Regions from separate parts of the Hordeum vulgare genome. Here region 1 is linked to region 2. The links are chromatin contacts, called in public Hi-C maps. All regions are on one chromosome and are shown on one strand. The core of a region is the stretch at or near the end of the contact, and the rest is flanking DNA. Distances in the headings are between cores, read along the strand shown.

Region 1 (6,146 bases), core at 1,533-4,032, 110 kb before region 2:
CAAACAAATAAACTTTAAAGTTCTATTTTCCAATTATAACACTTCAAGCATTCAGTTTTACGTGCCTTGGCATATGATAAAGGGATACCTATCATCAACATCACAAGACAACTGCTAATTGAGTATACAATACTAACTAAGCTTGGTATAGGCTTTACCATGCCTAAGTCTCTAAGATGACCAAATATTGTTCTCACAGTTTGCCTAAATGATGTCTCAAAATCATCTGACAATTCCAAATATCCACATATTCTGCTAGAAACATGAATATGGTAACTGTATCCTTCTTTGGGTGCAAAAGAGCGCAATATACACTAGTCATTGCAAGAACTTAAAACCAACACTTTAAAATGCCACAACTTCTAACTCTACTGTACAACTTGGCAATGCTGCAGTTTTTGCTCTCCTCCCCAATTATAACCTTTCGAGATTTTCACTAAGTATGACCTTTAATTATTTTCCCAAGGTCAATACATTATAATTTTCTGCTGATATTTACTTTGTAATAACACAGAAATAACTAAAAATATAACAAAAATAAAGGAGGCATTAATTTTTCAAATTAATTTCTAGCCAACTAATTCATGTTCACTAGATGCTTCAGCCACCAGACAGTATAGTTTAACTGTTTAAGTATAAAAGGGAAACTAGTTGTAGGACCAAAAGGGACAATATTACGTATATTAACACACTATTCATTTGCGCTTCCTTTACAATGCGTGATCAGACTACATAATCTTCAGAGAAGTTAATGACACTTGCCTAGTCCGATTGACGAGGCCACGCCTAATGAAACCCACCACAACACAAATCTAGCATAATTAAGGAACTCCTGCACGTGCTGCATAGAAACCAGAAAACAAACATTAGCACTCATGTGGTTTACAAAATGCACTATCCACATTTAGTATGTCAGTCTACTCAACAAATGTAATGAGTCACCCATAGAAATGTAGTACACCTTTTTGTGCAGACCATCCGTAACCAGAAGTGCAACTCCAGGAATTACCACCAAAACAATTAGGACAACAAACAAAGCACCTTTACTCAGGATATATGCTGCTGATCTTTTCAAGTATTGCAACATAGCTAACATGAAAAAGTGCAATGTCTTGAATGGGTGCTTTGTTAGTGTCAAATTCTCCAGTTCCAATTTATGTTTCTCACGGATTTCTGAAAATAAATAAACAGTTAGGTTACACAACACAGTATGTCAACTTCAATTGGTTACATAGAATACCCAACTGTAAAAAGCTGTGTTACTACAACAGATCTAACTAAAGCAACATGTACCAGGTAGAAGATACTAAGATGCCAAGTTTTGAGTCAACAAAGGAGATAAATGGAATGCAAGCAGTTTTCTCATTAACCAGACATAAAATTATTTGTCTAGCCAGTCATTAGCACAACCACTAGACTGTGTTAGCAGGACCAGTTATCAAGAACGGGTGGTTCATATGAATTAACTTGATTTTGAACTGCCAAGTTGATTTGCTATGTAAGAAGGAACGATACAGGCATTGCAATTGAGCAGTAGATATGGTAAAGATCTTTAACATGAAATAGTAGCTACATGTAACCAAATACAGTAGTAAATTGGGAGGGCTTGATTAGTTTTTCTCTGGTTTGAGTTGTGGCAAGCAAGGCCATTTGCAGTGCAGCCAAGTTCGACAAAGTTAATGGTGTGGAATACAGAACCAAATTAGATATCCAGCATTCCCTGCTAGACATTGTTGAACTGAAGAAACCACAAAAAGTTTGTTAAATTATGAACACGTTGGTTTGAGTTGTAACAAGCAAAGTCATTTTGCAGTGCAGCCATGTTCAATCACAAGTCAAATGATGCTGCATGCCCACGCTTAGCACCTATGTGAGCTTAGGCAGGTAGCTAAGCAGCAATGCAAGACGGTGGGCACCTGGCACCTAGGTTTATATCACTGAATTTGTTTCGATCCTAGGTTAATGCTTCACCTCAGATACCGAAGAAAGCAGGCATCCAATGAGATTATACTAACTTACCATAAATGGGAATGGGTTCATTTAACACATCTACATCGCTACTCGAATCTATGCGACATGTGCAGGCTCATAGTGAAACTCTGCGGTCGCAAACGCTGATAAAGCAAAAAAAACCTGATGTATCGCGTACACGCCATGTCACAGGACGGTGACTACATTTAAATCCGAGCAAATGCTAATAAATGACATCACCATGCTAGCACTGACAAATAGCTGACGTCTATAGCGCTTGCCCCCCGCGGGCATCCCCAGCCCAGCTCAGCTAGACAACCACAGCCCCATTCCAAACCCACGCTACGATTACGGCCGGCGGCAGCTAGCTTCGATCCAGAAGACGGACAACGCATTGGCACCGCGACACGCGGATAAAAAAAAACGAAGGCGCGGATCTCACCGGAGATTACGCCGTCCCCGGCCCTCGAAGAGCCCCGGGCCGGCCCCGCCGCCGTGGCCTTCCGGCGCCCCATCGCTCCCGCCGCGGCGCGAAAACCCTAGATCTCGCGGCCCCGATGTGCCGGCCCCACCATGGGACGCCCGGGGCGACGGCTCGAGGCTCCTCCCGCGGGGGCTCGGTGGGCGGCTGGGCGGTCGGAGATCGCGCGGCGAGATCGCGGAGGGAGGTGGCGGTTGGAGGAGGGCGGGGCGGGGCGCCGAAGTAATGGCGTGGTGGCTCCCGTCGCGCGGCCTGTCTCTTTTTTTTATATTTCTCCGGCCGGTTCTCTCCCCCAGCCCCAGGGCCGTTGTTTCCGTTGCTGCGGGACGGGTGCTGCGCTGCGAAATCTGGACTCGCCGTTTAGCTGGGAAAAAAAAAACTGGCGCTGCGCGCTGGGCCCGTTGGTTTGTCTCGTCTGGCGGGCCCGGGCGTCAGTGGCGGTTCTCGGCGAGTGGGGCGGTGCGGCGGGTCGCGCGCCGGGAGACGGGAGACGGGAGACGTGCACGGGAGGTGGTTGTGCGTGTACGTGGGGGGAGCCCTTGCTGCTTGTCGTTGCTTGCAAGGCGTTCCAAGGCATGGCGCACTGCTGGGGAAATGGCGGCTCCGGAATAGTAGTAGTAGAATACAGGGAAGATGCTCTTTATCCCGATCTCCCATGTTGGGTCGATTTTTCGCAAAGGTGGCCAGCCCACGCGTTGTTTTCGCAAGCGTGGCCCCTAGGGTGAAAGAACTCACTGAATAATGACCCTTCGGAAAAAATATGTCACTCGGCTGACCCTTTTGTGTGGCGCCCGACACTTAGGCGTCACACTACACTGTGTGACGCCTAGCCGTTCGGCGCCACATACCCCCCCGACCACCTGGCAGAAAGCCGTGTGACGCCTAAGCCTCACGCGTCACACATTGTAATGTGTGGCGCCGAACGCTTAGGCGCCACACATTGACTTAAACAGGCACGGGCCAGCCCCCCTCCCCACCCCCTCCTCATTCCCCTCCCCCAGCCCCCTCTCCCAGCCACGGGCCCCTCTTCAAATCCTTCACCAAATCTGAAGGTTTGGAGCGGGCATTTGTTGTCCAATCACTCCCCTAAGGTAATCTCCACCTCTCCCCTCATTCTCATCCAAAGAAAAATATCTTGTGGTCTTTTTTTGCAAATTTGAGGAAACCCTAGTTTTTCATGAAATGTGGAATGTATATGATATTGTTGTATTTGTTTGTATGTTATGATAAGGGGTATGATGGTGTTATGATTAGGGTTGTTTGGATGTTTGCATTATGGTTGTTTTAGGGTTAGGCTAGGGTTAGGCTATGGTTAGGCTAGGGTTAGGGATGTTTGGTTGTGTTAGTTTTATGATGGTGTTAGGGTTATGGATGTTTGGAAGTTAGTAAGTAGATATTGTAGTTGTATGATTGCTTATAAAAAAGTTCTATGTTTTCTTGTTTAGGGATGGGAAGAACATGTGTTTATGTTCATCACGTGGACAAGGATGCCTTTTTAAAAGGCAGTATTGATCCGGACCCGGATGAGCTTGACATGGTGTTCGATTTGTGTCCTAGCTATGGTGAATTGTTGGAACAAGTCCGAAAGGATTTGAATTGGATGGACCCTAGTGATGTAGTTGAGTTTGATGGTAGGCATAATGTGGGATTCGGAATGCACATTTGTTGGAAGACCATGTGTGTCAACTCCGAGCAACGTTGGCTTGCATACAAGGATACGGTGGCCGAATCACTAGATAAGGCTCTAGAGTTATTTGCCATCAAAACAAATGTTCCTAACTTGTTGGATTTGAACCGGGTTGCCTCTTCGATTGTTGAAGCTATTCCTGCACCCATCAACGAAGAGGCCAACATTGAACCTATTTCTTGTGTCGATGAGGCCAACGAAGAGGTCAACATTGAACATGAACCATTGGTAGAGGCTAATGATGAGCACGATGATGATGAGAATGATGGTAATGTTCTTCATGACAACAATCTTGGTGATTTGGACAAATATAATTTGCAAGAGACAATGGACCATTCTATTCCGTACTCACATGGCTATGCCTCTGATTCTGACGATGAGGGTCCCGATGAAGAAGTTGATGAGGAAGGGTTCACGGCAAAGGAGGTTGAAGCTTTCACGAAGGTATTAAAGCATGATCACTGGAAACCATTGTTCGAGGATCTTAGCTTTGCGGATGAAGCCGTGGTTGACGGAGGCGAAGGCATATTGTTTGGAGTTAGGCCACCTTCTCATCGGGACACACATGGGAAGAATATTATTTTGCCGGGGTCAAAGTTCGAAACATTCTTTGAACTGAAGATGTGGTTGGATGAATATTCTGTTACGCATTATAGGCCACACAAAGTTGTTCATTCAAACATGAAGCTGCGTTACACGGTTGCATGTGAGGATAGAGGGTGTCCTTGGATTATCCGTGCAAGACCATGGAAAGGAGGGCCAGGATGGAACATTGTCAGTTGTATGCCTCACATGTGTCGAGGCAAGAGGGTTGATGGTGCCCTTTCGTCGCAAAGCCATAGACAACTCACCTCCGAGTTCATCGCTTATAGGCTTTCCAACTCCATCTCCTCTCTTCCTACAATGAGCATAAAAAGCGTACAAGACCTTGTGAAAGCCCTCTTTCACTACGAGGTGAAATATGGTAAGGCATGGAAAGCAAAGCAAGCCGCATTCAAGATGTTGTATGGTGATTGGGAGCAAGCATACAACCGCATACCTAGGTTGTTGGGAGCTATTGCCCACACTAACCCGGGCATGGTTCGTGTGGTCGAGCCGTATGGGGAGAAAACAAGGATTCTCAATGGAAATAGGGTCCGCGTATTTGGCCGTGCATTTTGGGCATTTGAGCAATGTGTGAGGGCTTTTCAGCACTGTCGTCCTGTCATCTCCATCGATGGCACGTTTTTGACCGGACAATTCAAGGGCACTTTGTTGGTTGCAATAGCAAGTGATGCCAATAACCGGTTGATGCCTTTGGCTTTTGCTTTGGTTGAGACAGAGAACAATGTTAACTGGGAATGTTTCTTGCATATTTTGAGAACCAAAGTATTACCGTTTGAGAGGAAAATACGTGTCATATCGGATCGCCATCAAGGCATACTTAACGCGGTTGACATTGTCATTCACGGCCATGCTCCTTTGCATCATCGATGGTGCATGAGGCATTTTTGTGCAAACTTCTACCGGGCATGTGGTAGCAAGGAGTTGGCGGATGATCTTCAAGATTGTTGTCAAGCATTTTCGGACAAACGATTTGCAAGATTGTACAATGCTTTGCTTGTAAACAAAAAACTTGATGCAGGTGGGCTTGAGTTTCTGAACAGGCACACTGAACTTCGGGCCAAGTGGGCACGAGCTTATGACGAAGATGGCCGAAGATATGGTCAAATGACAAGTAACATGGCAGAATGCTTCAACCGGGTGTTGAAGGGTGTCCGTGCGTTGCCGGTGACGGCAATAGTTCAATACACATTCGACAAGTTTAGAGCATACTTTCTAAAGTACTCGCAAGAAACAGATGATCTGGTTGCGGGAGAGAACAAGAAAAAGTACAAGTACCAGTTTCCACCAAAGGTTGACAAATGGATGGTATTTCAATCACGGAAGGCTGACTCCCAAACGGCTACCCTGTACAACAACGAGGATTGGACATACCAAGTGAATGAGCCCGGAGGAACGACAAAC
Region 2 (5,346 bases), core at 1,115-3,614:
GACTCGCGGTGAATCCATCGGCTGATCAAGATCGTTTCCCTTATTTGTAACCCATATATTTTTTACAAAGTTACTACTTATCAATCGAGAGTTGGATTTTACTACCCTGAAATCTTCTAGAGCGAACAATAAAAGCATCCGTAAATAGAGTAGGGCTTTTTGGAGCTCGGGGTCCATGGATTTCTTTATTCTTGAAAAATAAAAAATTCAGACTTTTCGGTTTTAAAAGAATCTAAGAAAGAATATGCAAGTACACAAATATGAAATGTATATGTATGCAAAAATTCAGAATAAAATACCTTGAAATGCGATCTGTGTGAAAAAAAAAAGAAGTTCATGCAATTTTAAGATGATGTGAAAGTTTGTACCGCCGCGCGCGGCGGAGTCCAGCACAGCAGCACGGGAGAGTCGTTGCCACGGCACCCACCATGTGCCATTGCCGGCTGCCGCGCGAATAATTCGCCGCTCCAGCGCAGCGACGGGCCCCGCACCAACCTCCCCCACCCCACGTACCGGCGCCGGAAATCACTCACGCACGCGCGATGAACCCGAGCCAGCCACACGACAGCCGGCCGTCCTCCCGTTCGCCAGCTTATATTAGGCAGGCCGGCCTAATCGCAGCTGTATAAAAGCACCTCCCCCGCTCCCCCGTCGAAGCAACAAACGCCGGCGTCAATCAGCACTGAGCAGCAACAGAGCGAACCTCCTTCCTCGCCCTCCTCTCCTCAAGCAAGCAAGAAGCCAGGCCACCAAGATGGCAGGGCAGTTGAAGGCCAAGATCCTCGCCGCGGCCGCCGTCGCCGTCGTCGTCGCCTCGTCTCTGGTCGGCACGGCCTCTGCGGCCGACGCGCCCGCCGCGGCGCCCACCTCCGGCGCCACCGGCGCCGCCCCGGCCTTCGCGGCCGTGTCGGTCGCCGCCGCCGCTTTCGTCTACATCTTCTGCTAGGCGTGCGTGCGCTGTGGCGCCCGGTGGCGCCGCCGTGCGTGCGCGACGCGCATGCTGTTCTTTTGTGGGATTTGTTGTTGTGGGTTCATGGGCGTTCCGGGTGCAATTTCGTTTCTTGGTTCGGGGCTTGTAGTTGATCGTGTGTGTACAGTGACGATATTAAATTGAATTCATACGTTTCATGTTCATTCGTTTGCGATTTGCACGTGGTAAAAAAATCTGGCGGGTCACCTCTCCGTGACAGCCCACCTTTGTGTGTGTGTGTGTGCGTGTGCGTGTGCGTGCATACGCGATCTCACTCTCACGAGCTCTGTTGACTGTGGATACACCTCTGTTACGAACCATGTGGCAGCCAGAACAGCAAGAGATACAAATCAGCAGCTACTGTATTTATTAGTTGCTGATCTCCTGTGCTGTTTTCTTCTTGGAAAAAATGACATGGGATAATGTGCGCTCCCCGTAGCCGAGTTCACCATAATTCTGATCGACAAAACGAACTAGATAGGCAGACCATGATTGCCTGTCGGGCCCTTGGACAGCACAGCTTCTAAAATTCAAATATCCTATTACAGAAATATTATATTTATAGTTAAGTCAAATTCGAAAATTTTAGAATGCTAAATTCGTTTTTTGGGACAGATTTTCCTTCTGAGTCAATTTTTAAAACTAGAACTCTGTCTTTGTGTGCAATTGGGTAAAAATTTTGATAAAAAAACAAATGAGCTATCAGCAGGAACAACTTTATATTTTTAAAATTAAAAAAATGATTCACTGAAATTTCTTTAAAACTGTGTTTTTTAAAAAAAATAAAAAATTCTAAATGGTTTTATAAGTTATAAACAAATTTGGAAATTCCATTTTTTTAACATGTGGCATTTTTCAAAAATTTCAACAAAATTCTAAATTCTAAACAAGATTTGAAATTTTGAACAAAATTTGGAAAACATGAACAAATTTTGGAAAATAATGTGAAAACACAAACCATTTTGAAAACCCAAATATTTTTTGTAAATGTATTTTTTTCAAATACCCAACATTTTATGAAATTGTGCAAAAACAAATAGCTTGTTTTAAAAAAAGACATGAACAATCTTTCAAAATTTGAATTTCTGAAATTTGTGAATAATTTTGAATTTCGAACTTGTAAAAAATTGTAAAAAAACTAAAAATATGAACAATTTTTGAATGTACCCAAACACCTTTTGAAAATCTGAACCATTACTAAAAATGAGACATTCTTCAAATTTATGAATTTAAAAAGAGAGGAAAAAAAGATAAAACAAACAGTACGAAACACAGACCAATAAAAATGAAAGAGCAACGCCGAAAAAAAATATCAAACATTCTATAATGTTCGTAAGAAAGTGATAATAAAGAGGCAGGCCTAAACAACGCCACACTGCATTGGATGCACATGGGCGATTCCATCCCCAAGCACTCATTGTGCAAATGTCTGGCTATGTTGTAACGCGCCACAAATAGGGAATATAATTCCTATTTGGCGCCACAGGCGTCGGGCAATTCTGCTAACCGGCGCCTGCAGCGACCCGTACTAGGCTGGGTCATATCTCAGCATTGTTTATTTCTGTTCCGAGTACAGAAAAAGGACTAGGCGCCGTGGAGAATCGAACTCTCGACCAACATCTCGGGTTAACACACACTAACCACCACGTCACTAAACCAGATATGATGACTAATTCTCTTTTGCTCTTTTCTTATTTCTTTCTTTGGTTTTCGTTTTTTTCTTCTGTTTTCTGTTTTAGTTTTTCTTCATGGGTTGATGATTTTTTTAAAGTTTGGGAATATTCTTTTAAAATTCACCAAACTTTTTCAAACCGAATGAAAGTTTTTAAAAATTTGATGAACTTTTTTCTCAAATTCGATGATTTTTTTTAATTCCATGAAGTTTTTTTAAAACAATTATGAACTTCTTTCACATTTGATGAACTTTTCCAAAATTCTATGATTTGTTTTTCAAAATTAATGAACTCTTTTTTAATTCAGGGATTTTTTCTAATTTGATGTTTTTTTAAAAAAAAAATCGGTGAACTTTATTCAAATTCATTGAACTTTTTTTGAAAAAAATTACCTTTTTTAAAAATTTGATGACCTTCTACGATTTTTTCAAAATTTTGATGAAATGTTTTCAAATTCGTTGAACTTTTTTGAAAGTCGATTAAATTTTTTTTTTTCAAATTTGATGAACGTTTTTTAAAACTACTGAACTTTTTATAAAAAATAATGAACCTTTATCAAATGTGATAATTTTTTTCCAAATTTGATAATTAGTATATTTAAAATCTATCAACATTTTTCCCATTTGAAGAATTGTTTTTGCATAATTGGTGTACTTTATTTTCCAAAAATTAATGAACTTTTTCGGGGCCTGCACGGGCGCCAAGCTGTTTGATGGGCCGGCCCAATGCGGGGCGCTGCACGCGCCAGGAGGACAAACCGGCTCTTGCAGCGCCATATAGGAGGTCCCAATAGGGAACCCCTCAGCACTGCCTTTTTCCTTACTCACTGTTGCCCCCCCACACACATTGATACCCAAGTAGGAGTAGTAAGTAGCAGGACACAAAGACACATGTGCTTTTGTTTTCCTATTCCTTACTCAACATTCCATCATAATGTGGGATAATCCATGGATAAAAGCATGCTTTTAGGGCTTGTTTGGATCCTATCCACCTCTCAATTTCATGAACTCAACTAAATTCGAGAAGCTAAGCCCTACCCCGGTGTAAAAAGAAGAAGACGGAAAAGCCCAACTTCATGAAAATGAAGACAAAAGTTGAGCCAATTTACAGTTGAATTACCACCACAAAAGCAAACGTTTCACCGCGACACCCTGAAATCGACAAGTGTTTCTCCGCTCCCTTTCCCGCAAATCGGTACGTTGTACCGCTCGTGCGCTCATCTCTCTTCCTGACATATCCCCTCGTTCGCTGCTAACCCTAGCGAGCACCAAAAAGTGGACATTTTTTTTGGTTCTAACCTAAAAGCATGATAAAATACAAATCTGACCTCACATTCAAAAAAAAAATCAAATCTAACGTCTTGACTGACGCCAGCATCCTTCGCATTTGGGTTGCACCGGAGACGCGAGGTACCCTGGATTTTGGGTCGGGCCCGCTCGTTCCTCCATTGTTGTTGCCGTGATGATGTGGCAAATGACCAGACACGAGGCACCCTGGCGCCTGGTCGCCAGGCCCAAACGCCACACACCCTGGTGTCTGGCCCAGTTAAGTCAACCAGCCGCGCGGGCCTGCCCCACCCGGTGCATCTTTGTTCCTCTCTAGCCCACAACGCATCTGGCTCTCGCCCCCTTTTCGCACTCACACTTCAGCTTCCCTGATCTACTCCCTCCTCCATTAAAGTGTGTGGATCCAAGCACCCCAATCATCCTTGAGGTAATCTCCCCAATCCCTTCATTTTTTAACATCTTATTTTCAGAGTATTTGTGAAGAATGGGTGATGTTAGATAAGTAGATTATTTCTTAGTTTTAGGGATTTCTTTGTAGTTCTTAGATTATATAGGTTTGTTCAATATGTTGGTATATTATTTTGGGCTTTGGGGCATTTTGTTGAATATGTTAGTATATGATGTGTTGTAAATTTCGTTTAATAATTTAGTGTTGATATGATGTGGGCATAATGGATTTATTTTAAGCAACCCAAAATTATCATCGATGTGCTTAATTCATTATTGTTGATTTTAGATGGGGAGACTTGTTAATGTTCATTATATGGACAAGGACAATTTTTTTTGACTAACAATGCTGATGGGGATGAGGAAGCCATTGTTTTTTATACAAGCCCTAGCTATGATGTGCTTGTTGCAAAAGTGAGACATGTCTTAAAGTGGATGGACCTCAATGATGATGTTAAGTTAGTAGGAAGGTATGATGTTGGAGTTGGAGTCAAATCTCGCTTGAAAAGTATGCCTATCACCTCTGACTTGCATTGGGACGTGTACAAGGAACAAGTTGAGAAATCAGATGGCAATTCAATTGAATTGTTTGCCACGAAGGATAAACTACCTGGGCTGAAATTGACTTGAACCGGCTTGTCTCTTTCCTAATGATTGAGAGGACAAGTGTGCCTTTTTTTGAACAAAGAATTATGATTGATGCCTCCAATGCTTATAGCCAACCATCAACTAGCAAAGAAAGTGAGGTTGAATTGCATGCCCCTAATGCTTGTAGCCCACCACCAACCAGCCAAGCAAATGAAGTTGATGTGATTGCTAGTGAGGAAGTAGTTCAAAAGGATGGTGATGGTGATGTTGATGGTGATTTCGATGAGGTAGAGGAAGGGTTTCATTGTATTAATATTGGTCACTTGGATACGTACATATCACAAAAGGAGATGGATCCTGAGTTACCTTTTAGGCGTCTATA

The links. A called contact is a pair of places that touch in the nucleus more often than the background predicts.
Region 1: a contact with region 2 is called in a Hi-C map of leaf, with 3 times the contacts expected there. The contact joins the promoter of LOC123444560 here to the enhancer-like site in region 2. A contact is called at or near these places in 2 of 6 Hi-C or Micro-C datasets (both in leaf).

Annotation. Positions count from the first base shown.
Region 1 is chr3H:509,419,827-509,425,972 of MorexV3_pseudomolecules_assembly, reverse strand. LOC123444560 (vacuole membrane protein KMS1) reads right to left here and starts at 2,782. Exons shown (of 8, transcript XM_045121328.1): 1 at 2,414-2,782; 2 at 962-1,173; 3 at 763-841. The coding sequence starts at 2,486.
Region 2 is chr3H:509,312,994-509,318,339 of MorexV3_pseudomolecules_assembly, reverse strand. No RefSeq gene overlaps it. Among protein-coding and RNA genes, the nearest start is that of LOC123440327, 48 kb to the left of the region's middle. Within about 2 kb of position 2,364, at least 3 of the 3 cell types and tissues checked have open chromatin away from gene starts, as enhancers often do. A contact at or near this core is called in leaf, where this site is marked.